Linked DNA regions of Mus musculus: all the other regions are linked to region 3. A link is a contact called in public promoter capture Hi-C data. All regions are on one chromosome and are shown on one strand. Each heading gives the region's core, a stretch centred on a gene start, on an enhancer-like site or on the middle of the called end of the contact. The rest is flanking DNA. Distances are from core to core; before and after follow the strand shown.

What was found. Promoter capture Hi-C pulls out the DNA fragments that hold promoters and counts their contacts.
Region 1: a promoter capture Hi-C map of pre-B cells shows a contact between it and region 3, with 4 times the contacts expected there. The contact joins the promoter of Fam118a here to the promoter of Tbrg3 in region 3. A contact is called at or near these places in 2 of 39 promoter capture datasets (the C10 cell line and pre-B cells) and 1 of 115 datasets of contacts at active chromatin or transcription factors (thymic regulatory T cells).
Region 2: a contact with region 3 is called in a promoter capture Hi-C map of pre-B cells, with 4 times the contacts expected there. The contact joins the promoter of Nup50 here to the promoter of Tbrg3 in region 3. A contact is called at or near these places in 4 of 39 promoter capture datasets (erythroid cells, hippocampal neurons, liver and 1 more) and 1 of 9 other capture datasets (liver).

What each region holds. Positions count from the first base shown.
Region 1 is chr15:85,035,671-85,039,153 of GRCm38.p6, reverse strand. It overlaps Fam118a (family with sequence similarity 118, member A), which reads right to left and starts at 2,092. Exons shown (of 9, transcript NM_133750.4): 1 at 1,910-2,092.
Region 2 is chr15:84,921,705-84,924,800 of GRCm38.p6, reverse strand. Nup50 (nucleoporin 50) reads right to left here and starts at 1,373. Exons shown (of 8, transcript NM_016714.2): 1 at 1,151-1,373.
Region 3 is chr15:82,896,780-82,899,939 of GRCm38.p6, reverse strand. It overlaps Tbrg3 (transforming growth factor beta regulated gene 3), which reads left to right and starts at 1,479. Exons shown (of 1, transcript NR_027799.1): 1 at 1,479-3,160. All of the region lies in intron 1 of Tcf20 (transcription factor 20), which reads left to right. Gm20324 (predicted gene, 20324) reads right to left here and starts at 860. Exons shown (of 4, transcript NR_045068.1): 1 at 672-860.

The sequences.
Region 1 (3,483 bases), core at 843-3,342, 2.1 Mb before region 3:
AGTCCTGCCACTGTAGGTATATTCTAAGTACCTATCAGTCACGTGTGGCTGTGGTAGCCACAGAAAGCCCTCCTGCACTAGGCTATCTCCATTTCCCTCTCCTTCTCCCAAATCCGGCTTCATCCATTATTCCTTATAATCCCTAGTTCACTGCCTACAGTAGTGCATGTCACACCTTCCAGTGCTCACCTGTCTGGACATCGACACCTCCTGCTTGCAGCTTCAACCCCTCCAGGTACACATCCGAACTCGTCTCCTTCAGTACCTTCCCCTTTCCTTCAGGACTCCCCCGCTGACTTCAGTCCCTCTTCCCCCTACCGGAAGCAGTGTGTCTTATACTTGGATAGCAGACACCCTGGTGAGGCGCTAAGGTGAGTACCACCTATAAGCAAACAGATAAAAATCTCACCTAAAAAAAGTTCCCGTGTCAGTGCCCCAAGCTCGAAGCCTGGGCTTTCAGCTCAGTCAAGCTCTAGAGAGCTACTGAACCACACGGCCTGGGTCCAAGTCATTCCTACCTTTTGTGGTCTTTTGGCCTACAAAAAAAAGTCGCTCCACCACAGCTAAAGTGACCACTGGAAAAAATATGTAAGCCAGGACTAGGGACATGGCTCAGTCACCAGTCAGTCTGACCTGTGAACATAAGGCCTGGGTGTGATCCTCAGAACTCCTCAACCTTTAAGAGTCTGCTTCCCTGTTACCTCTTGCATCCCCTTCCCTCACCCCAGCTACTCTCTAGAACCCCCAAGCCCCAGCTGCCTTGAAGGCACTCTTAAGTACCACCAACTTGGCTAATCCCCACCTCCCAACCCTTACCAGCTGGAGCTGTGTCATCTGCCTCCAGCACCCAGCACTGGGCCGCAGAGGGTATCCACTCCCTCTTTAAAAATGCCTGGCCCTTGCCTTTCACAATCATCAGGCCATGTTCTTTCTTGGGGCTTTACCTCAGGGTACCAGACTGCCGGTGTAGCAAGCAAGTCAAGGACTGTTTATCAATGACAATAGCCCGAGGAAAGGATAATCCTTGTTCTAGAGATTTCCAGGACTGAAAATGATAAGATGTGTACCATTTGGCCCCAAACCTCCACCTCAGGGAAGACAGCCACCCTTAAATCAGGATCCCAGAAAGATGGACCTTTAGTTTACCTTCGTCCCATCAATTAGACCACTGTAATCAAGCTTTACTTTCCTGGACTGGTTTTGGTGGGCTGTGTGTGGTAACAGAAACTACCACACATTGAGGGCACAATCTAAAAGAGCTTTGACTGCCCAACTCCCGTTACTCCCAGCGCTGCCATTCTCCACAATGAGTCGGTCCCACACCAGCCTCCACTGCACGGTGAAAACAAACGCACATGCGAAGCCCCACATCCCACCTCCTCTTTGGTTATGCGTGGTCCTCTGTTGACCTATCAGATGGTGCTACTTTTATCCCTATTTACAATTCACAAACCTCAAGAACACTCTAGTAGAAGCTGAAAAGCTCTGTGGACCTCAAGATAGAGAGCAGGAGGCAGGAGATCCTAGGAAGGAAGGTCTCTAGGGATAGGTGGGTCTGAAGGCCTCTCCACCCAAGAAAGGATGGGAGTCTATGGGCCTGGAGACCCGAAGCTTTGGAGTTGGACCAGAGGGGATCTGTTGGACTTCTGGAGAAGATATAACGGTCTCGGGCCCTGAAGCCGCCGAGGTCTGTGTGCTGAGTCTGAGGGAAATCTGGAGGATGGTGAGGTTTTCTAGGTGTGGAAGGTAATCAGGTCCACAGGTGGCCGCGGACCCAGGCAGCCCAGGGGATGTCGGAGGCAGGGTCCCCAGCGCATCAGAGGGCACTAGGGTCCTGGGCACCCTAGGCGGGTTTTGAGGGCTGGGGAGACGCGAGGCGCTGGCACCCAGCCCCGACCCGCCGCCTCACCTGCCGTGCCACGGAGACACCAGTGTCGCTCGCGCTCTCGCCGCCTCCCACCCGGGTCGCGCCCCTTCGGCTGGGTGGAGCCGCCGGGCGCTGCGCCGGATGGCGCTGCGCGTGCACCACGCCGAGCCTGCCCAGCCGAATCCGCAGCGCTCTCTCAAGGCCTTCCCCCCGCGCGCGCGCACTGCCCGCGCGAACGTTCCGCCCTGAAATCAACGGCCCCGCGGCAACGGGAAGCCCCGCCCGAAGGGGCGTGGCCACGACGCGTCCCGCCCCCAAGAGAAGCTACGATTGGACCCACGGACTGTGCTGTCGTGTCCACGATGAGCCTGGTCTTAAGAGACTGAATGTCTCGCGGCCAGTCTTCCCAGCGCTGTTTTGTCTTCAGTTTCCCCATCTGCACGCCTGGACAGCCCCGCGGAAACGCAGAAGGCGTTGAGCTCGGCCGGAACCACCCTTGGGCAACCACTTCCAGCCGGGCTCACTCCATCTACCTCAAGCCACAGGCTGTACAGCCTGTGCCCTTCCCCAGCCTAGCATGCTTCACGTCCTCCCCGCAGTGACCGACTCCCTTACCACGTGTCAGAGTAGGCGTCTGGCCCTTCCGATGTGCCTCTTGGACACGTCTAGCTTGGGCTTAGATCCAGGGACTAATGAGCATATGTACCCAGGTTCAGCACCTGTTAATCGGGTGAACTCAGTGCCCACCCCGAACGTTCGAGAGTACACGTGGGTGGGCTCTGCGCTGGAGCACTCAGCATGAGGACCTTTAAAAGTCAATGACACCTCTCCTTTCTCTAAATAAGGCTGGGATGGATCAAAGCCTATTTCCTCTTCCTCATCTTCCCAGGTCGGCCTGCCCAGGCAAGTTATTTGGACTTCCTCTACCTCTGGCTCCTTTTTTTCTACATGGGTTTGCTGTAAGCATCCCTTCAGCCCCATAAGAAAAATGCATGTGTAATAAAACCTGGGTTTTTGTTCTTTTCTTTTTGAGACAGGGTTTTATGTGGCTTTGGCTGTCCTAGAACTAGCGCTGTAGAACAGGCTGGCCTCAAGCTCACAGAGTTCCACCTACTCTGTGGGTGTAAGGTATACAAAATCACTACCTGGCCAGCTTGAAATTTGTGGCACCAGAGCCCAGAACAGTGGTTTGAACACCTGAGTCTGGGTACCTACTAAGTAGCTGGCCTTTGAGAAAATGTTTTTTTCAGTCCTCAGGACATCTCCCATGAGGATGGCACCCCATTTACTGCAATTAACAGCAGGAGAGGAGGAAGCCCAGAGAAGTTGTATTGGCAATACCAACCATGCATTGGCTTCAAAGGTCTGGGCTTCCCACTACTAGACTGAACAATTTACATGTGATGCAATTTAGTTCACAAGCTCCTGCTTCCATAAAGGGTCCTAAGACTTGAACCTGTGACACTGGAGAAGTTCCCGGGTTACAGGAAGGAAGTTGTTCAAGGAGACTGTAGGCTAGGAGCTGAGGAGTTAGAACCCACAGCACACCACCCACACACTGGATGCCCTCCAAGATCCAGTGTGGCAGAGCCTCAGTAATCCCAACTCTCCATCTA
Region 2 (3,096 bases), core at 124-2,623, 2.0 Mb before region 3:
AGCCTGGGCAATCGGGTTTGGCGAATGATTATCTGTGGGACAGAGGGACTGCTATGAAAACTAAGATGGCATAGCTTAGAAGAGTGCCTCAAACAGAGGAAGTGTCCTGTCAAAATAGTAACAAAAATAACCCCTATTTTTACTCCAAAACTCAAAAGCTGTAGAGGGAAAAGTAACTACTACTATAGGCTAAACTTTTAAAACACATTTCACCAACCCGGGTGATGGTAGAGGGAGGCTGAAGCAGGATGACAGTTTGAGGCCAGTCTAAGCCATAGAACAAGTTCAAGGCCAACATAGGAGATACATACTTTTTTTTTTAAAGCACCAAATACCTACTTATTTCACATTCCATAGTTAAACACAACTCTGCAAATTATCTGGAACAAGGCCTGGCACTTGAGACTTATCTGCCAGCTATTATTGTTGTTATTAAAGCTTTTCTGTTTTATTTTTCTTTTAAAGCGGTGGGGACAGGATCCAGGGTCTCGTACGTACTAGATAAGCTTCTACCAATATGTTACCGGGGAAATTTAATCCCTGTAATAAATGACTTACAACAGCTGCCCGGAAGACTTTGCCAAATGTCTGCGTTTGTGGGTAAAATGGCTCCACGAAATGCTTTTAAGATATGAAGCTAGGAAGTTGCCGGGGGACGGGGTGTGTGTGTGTGTTGACAGGGGATGGTGATGGTGTGTGTGTGTGTGTGTGTGTGTGTGTGTGAATTATTCACGATCGGGCCGCTTCCTGCGGTGTGCGCACCCGCACAACTCTGCGGTCAAGAGATGACTTTCACAGGAAAACACCAGGAGCCGATCGAGGTCACTATAACGCCCCGGAAAAGCCCAAACCTCAAAAGTGGCCCTGGACGAACCCGGGTGACCAACGGCCTGGAAACTCGGTGAGGGCACCGGGGGACCGAACAGCCGGGGAGACGACATGTAAGGGGCGAAGGCCAGCCAGGGTTGGGCCAGGGCGGCCCTGCCACCGCCGCCTACCTCCGCTGGGGCCGAGGCCCGCGCTCAGCCGAGCCTTCCACTGCCAGGCGGCTCGCCCGGCAGGCCCGGCCCGGTCCGGCTTCACAAACAGCCCGCCGCGTCGCCAAGGCGGCCGCCGCCCCGCCCTCCTGGCCTGCCCGGCCCTCACCTACCTTGACTGCCGCCGCCGATCACGCTGGAGTCCCGGCGCCGCGGCGAGCAGGGCCGAGGCGGCGGTCGCGGCCGCTGGGAGATTCCGGTGCGTCGAGCGCCTCCGGGAACTTCGTGATCAGCAGAACTCGGGAGCCGTGTGTCTCTGAGTCCGACACTGAGGACAAGAAGAGACATCCGCTCAGCCCGAAGCTGCTACAGAACGGTGAAGAGAGCGCCCGGGGCCGCCATCTTGTAACTCGAATGGACGCCTCCGAACCAATCGGAGGGAAAAGAGAGGGGGAGGGGGAAGAGGCAAGCGACGCCCGCATCCAGCTACTGCGCATGCGCGTCGGAGCCTCCGCCGCCGGCCCCTTCTCCTGAGGGCCACTTGGGTCGCGCGGCGCATGCGCAAGCCCGCCCTAGAAACAGTCGCCGGGAGGACCATTGGAGCTCGCGCGTGCGCACAGGGAGCGCGGGCAGCGGGCCGGGAGCCAAAGCCACTGTCAAACGCGGGTTAAGCACGTTGGTCACGTGTCGGCCGCCGTCCCAGTTTGAGGAGGTTCGCGCGCCAATCGCTGCCGAGACACTAGCGGGAGGCGTTGTGGTCAGTGACTTTGGAGGCCTCCGATGGTGTGGTGGGTGGCTGAGGAGACTGGCCGTGGATCTGGGGGGAGCACGAGGCGGGTGCAACGTGATTCTCACGTGGACGGGCCTTGGGGAGGGTGGATCTCAGTCTGCGGAGACTTGGAAGCTTGTGGTAGCTCTTCCCGACATGGGGCTGGAGAGCCCTGCGGGACGGACTCTAAAGGTCACCTGCCCCAATTGCTGCTTTATGATAGATGTCCACAGATTTCCTCGTTGGGAGCTGTAAATTTGCCCCAAGCTGCAGGACCAGCTAGGGCCCACAGGAGATGAAGTCCCCGGAGGGATTCAGCTGCGGGACGAACCGTATGCGTCCTGGACCAGGACTCGTGTTTTGTGTGCTTTTAGCTGACTACAGCACTCTAAAGCGGTTCAGTTGTTTAAGAAGGGATTCCGGTTGGTCTAATTCTTCTGCTTGAGTTTTAACGAGAATGTGAACCAGAATGTCAGACCCATCCTTAACCATCCGGAAACGGGTCTCAGAGAAACTAGCATTTCTAGAGCAATAGTTCCAAACTTTTGAGAGAGGACAAAGGGGGTTCCAAGGGAGAAGTCAAGTCCCTTATTTTCAGGGTGTTTCATCCATCGATCTGCAAGAACTGCAAAAGGAGACTAGCTGGCACGGTGGTAGAGTACTTGGCTAGCACGAGGAAAGCCCTAAATTCAGTTCCCCCAGATCCAGCAGAGTGAAAGAGAAAAAGCCAGATCGCATTTAATGCACACATTTGTTCTTGATTCAACTGACTGCCAATGAAGTGTCTTCTGAAAATTTGTGTTAAATACATGCAAGGTATTTTTCTTGTCATTCTCTACACATTTCAGCTATGTCGTTAACGTCATATTTAGTGCTATAAGTACTCCAGAGATAATTTAAGTATCTGAAGTCAGTCAGGTCATGGGCATTTTCAACTAAAGTCACAGTTACTGGAAGGCTGAGGCAAGAGGATCAGCCCAGGCCAGCCAGAGTAACAAGAAGATCCTCATTAATACAGACCAGACCCACAATCACAGCTATTCAGACAGTTGAGGCAGGAGAATCAAAACTTTAAGGCCTATTCTGGGCCACAGATAAAATTCAAATCTATGTTGAGCGTGCCTGAGCAACTTAGACCCTCTCCCAAAAATAAATAAAAATACAAAACTGGCTGGTCATAGTGGTGCTCATTTTAATCCCAGTACTTGATTAAATCCCAGTACAGAGGCAGATCTCTGAATTCCAGGCTAGCTTGATCTTCATAGTTCCAAGATGGCCAGCCTCACATATTGAGACCCTGTCTCAAAAGCAAACAAAAACACAACTACCAAAAAGCAACCAAATGAAGAA
Region 3 (3,160 bases), core at 230-2,729:
GGCAGCGCGCCACCCCGCCCCCGGCCCCGCCCCCTGCGCCCGCCCCGCCCCGCCGCGCGCCCTCCCGCCCGCCCGCGCGCCGGGGCCCGGAGCCGCCTCATTGGCTGCGCGCCGTCACCTGACGCTCTGTTATTTCCTGTGTGTTGGGAGAATGGAGAGAAAAAACCCGGAGCCGAGCCGCCTTCGGCCCCTGCGAGGCGGCCACGGCCTCAGCCGGGGGAGCCCTCCCTGAGGCGCGCCGGAGCGGGGAGTGAGCCAGCGAGCGCGCGGGCCGGAGCGAGCCTCTAGGGGCCGCGGCCCCGGCCCGCCCCGCCGTCGGCCTGGGCGTCCGCGCTGGAGGCGGTGGAGGCACCCCCACCCCCACCCCGCGCCGCGCCGCCGCCCCCTCCCCTCCCAGCGCCGGCGGAGGCCGAGGGACGGGCCGGGGGGCTCCTGCAGGTAACCGCCGCCCGGCCTGAGGAGAAAGGGCAGCCCGAGGGGCCGGGACCGGGCCGCGCCGCTCAGGCTGGCTGCTGGGAGCACAGGTCGTGGCCCGGCCCGCCCTGCAAGTGCTGAGCCTCGGGAGTCGCGGAGCGGGCTGAGGGGACCGGCGTGGGCTGCCGAGGGGTCAACGGCCAGGACCGGCGTCAGGGCAGAGCGGCCGGAGGCTCTGGGGCTGCGGGCGGAGATACCTGGTCGTTGCGGCCTGAGGTGCTGAGGGGTCCACGTTCTTGGCAGCCCCGCGGGGACCGGCGTTGCTGGCCTCTTGGCCGGGGGCTGGGGGCGAGGCACCCGTGAAGGGCCGGGCTTGGAGCGGGCCGGGGAGGGGCCGGCTGGGGCTGGCGGAGCAGCCGCGCGAACACCTGAGGCCATGTGGATGCGGCTGCCTGTCGCCTGCCGGCGGCCCAGAGCAGGTACCCGGCGGCGGGGCGCGAGCTAGGGGCGCAGGATGCACTTCCTGTGTGGGGCGCTCTCCCCTCCCCCGCCGCGGTGAGCAGGGCAGGGCGCAGGGTCCCGCGGAGTCCACGAAGGAGCTCTTTCTCGCGGGTAGGGGATGGGAAGGCGAGGCTCTGAGTCTCTCTTCCTCATTCTCACGGAAAAGTGGTGGCTTATAGAAGAGTTTGCTATCCGGCCTGCGGCGGGAGGTGGGATGTCTTGAGTGCGCCGGGATGGGAGTGGAATTTAGTGTGTGTGTGTGTGTGTGTGTTGGGGGGGGGCAGTGGAGCTGCGGATTCCTCCACGGTTTGTGGGTGCGGACACCAGTTTTGCTTGCCTGCCTGTATTCAACTCCTTTGGGGACGAATCAGAATTAGGGGTTTCTACCCGAGCTCTGCGTTCTCCCTCCAGAGATTAGATGACTCTGGTAAATGCTATAAAAATGGATGGAATTTTTGAGCTATTATCTAACAGGCTGATCTTTGAATGATAATTGGACCCTTATGTTAACAGCCTTAGTGAAGAGTTTTATAAAAGATTTTACATGGGGTGGCATTGGCAGCTGGGGAAACGGCACTAAATTCTGATCTAGGAGGCCTGGAATGCACTTCCAGCTTGGCCACCAAATAAACTGTAGCCCTGGGCAAGTTACCTACCCTCTCATGCCTCAATTACACTTCTGTTAAAGACTCCCTTGCAGGCCAGACATTTCGAAGGTTTATTTGAGTTTGGTTTGGTGGTTCTTCCACTCCGGTTTTGTGCTCGCTCTCATTTTGATCATAGGAACTTTACTGAGAGATGTAAGATGCGCCTCACTGGCTTGAGAAGTAACTTGGTCAGGGTAGTTTGTGCTCAATTCCCAGTGCTTTTCTGTGCTTCTGAAGAGAAAACGCACACTATTAATAGCAGTCTAGCTTATGTTGAATGCACATTATTATGCTTTTTTTTTTTCCTTTGTGATAAGAGTTTTCCGAAAAAGCACTGGCTAATTGGGAAATATGGATGCGATGATTGGGTCTGTTTTTGTTGGAAGCCCTTTCCACGTGGGGAAGGGATGCTATTTCAAGATCTTTTAGGTGACTCTTACTTGGCTAACTTCAAATTCCAATTTCAGTCTTGGAGTAGGGATAAAGTAGAATTAGCTATGCGATGTAGTAGGCTTGCAGAATTAATATCCACCTCAGGATGCAGTAAATGGTTTGCATCCCCGGTTTATTCCTAGTGGTAGCAGGGTACTTCCCTGGCAGATGCTGAAGAACCCGTTAGTTTTACTGATTTTCTGGTGTGTGAGGGCCCTGGGCCATATGCTTTTGAATGGTAAGTACTCTTAGACCAACTTGGATTTTGCTCTTGTTTGTGGAAGACTTTGTTTTGTTTTGTTTTTGTTTGTTTTTTTGTTTTTGCTCAATTCCCCATAAAATATAGCTCACTATGGTTTTTTTAGATCATTTTTTAAAAAATTTTGGTCTGTATAGCCTTAATGGTCTTTAAACGTGGATGGCAAAATGGGCTCATAATGTTTATCTTGTGTATGTGTTAAAAGAAGGTTTTCTTTTATATTAGTTAAAATCATGCCTGTCACATAAGGAGACACTTAAGATTATACATATGAGTTATTTGGAATTTTTTATTAGGACTTGAATTATGACCTCATGTTTACTGTATGATTTGAAAAAGTGCCAGTTACTTGAATTAGAAGCACCTCTCACACTCAAGTATGTATTATGCTTGTTTTATGGCTTATGAAAAAATTACTATAAAGCTTTACTGTGGTAGTTTGTGAGTGTGTATGTATGTACGTATGTATATGAGAGATCTTACATAGGTAAGATAGTAGGAGAATTGCCTTTATTAAGTTTTAACTTAGAGAGGAAAGGAAGCTAACATTTACGTTAAAAACAAAAACAATGTATGGACTTAGGCCAAAGAATTCTAAACTGTCCTAAAATGTCTACCCAGTGGACCTAAGAGTTCATTATTCCTTCTCCACAGAATACATAAGCTAGTGAGAGGTGGAGCTTGAATATAACTCTTCTCTCCTAGGTCCCAAAACTTGTTACCAGGTTCCTTTTAACTCAGGGCCTGCTCAAGGGGCAGATTAGTTAGTATGGGTGGCCCTAAAATACTTAGCTTTCTACTGTCATTCTGCTCTACTGGCTCTTTAAAACAAACAAACAAACAAACAAACAAACAACAGCACAACAAGCAATAACAACCAAACTGGTGAATATGAAATTTGGAGCTG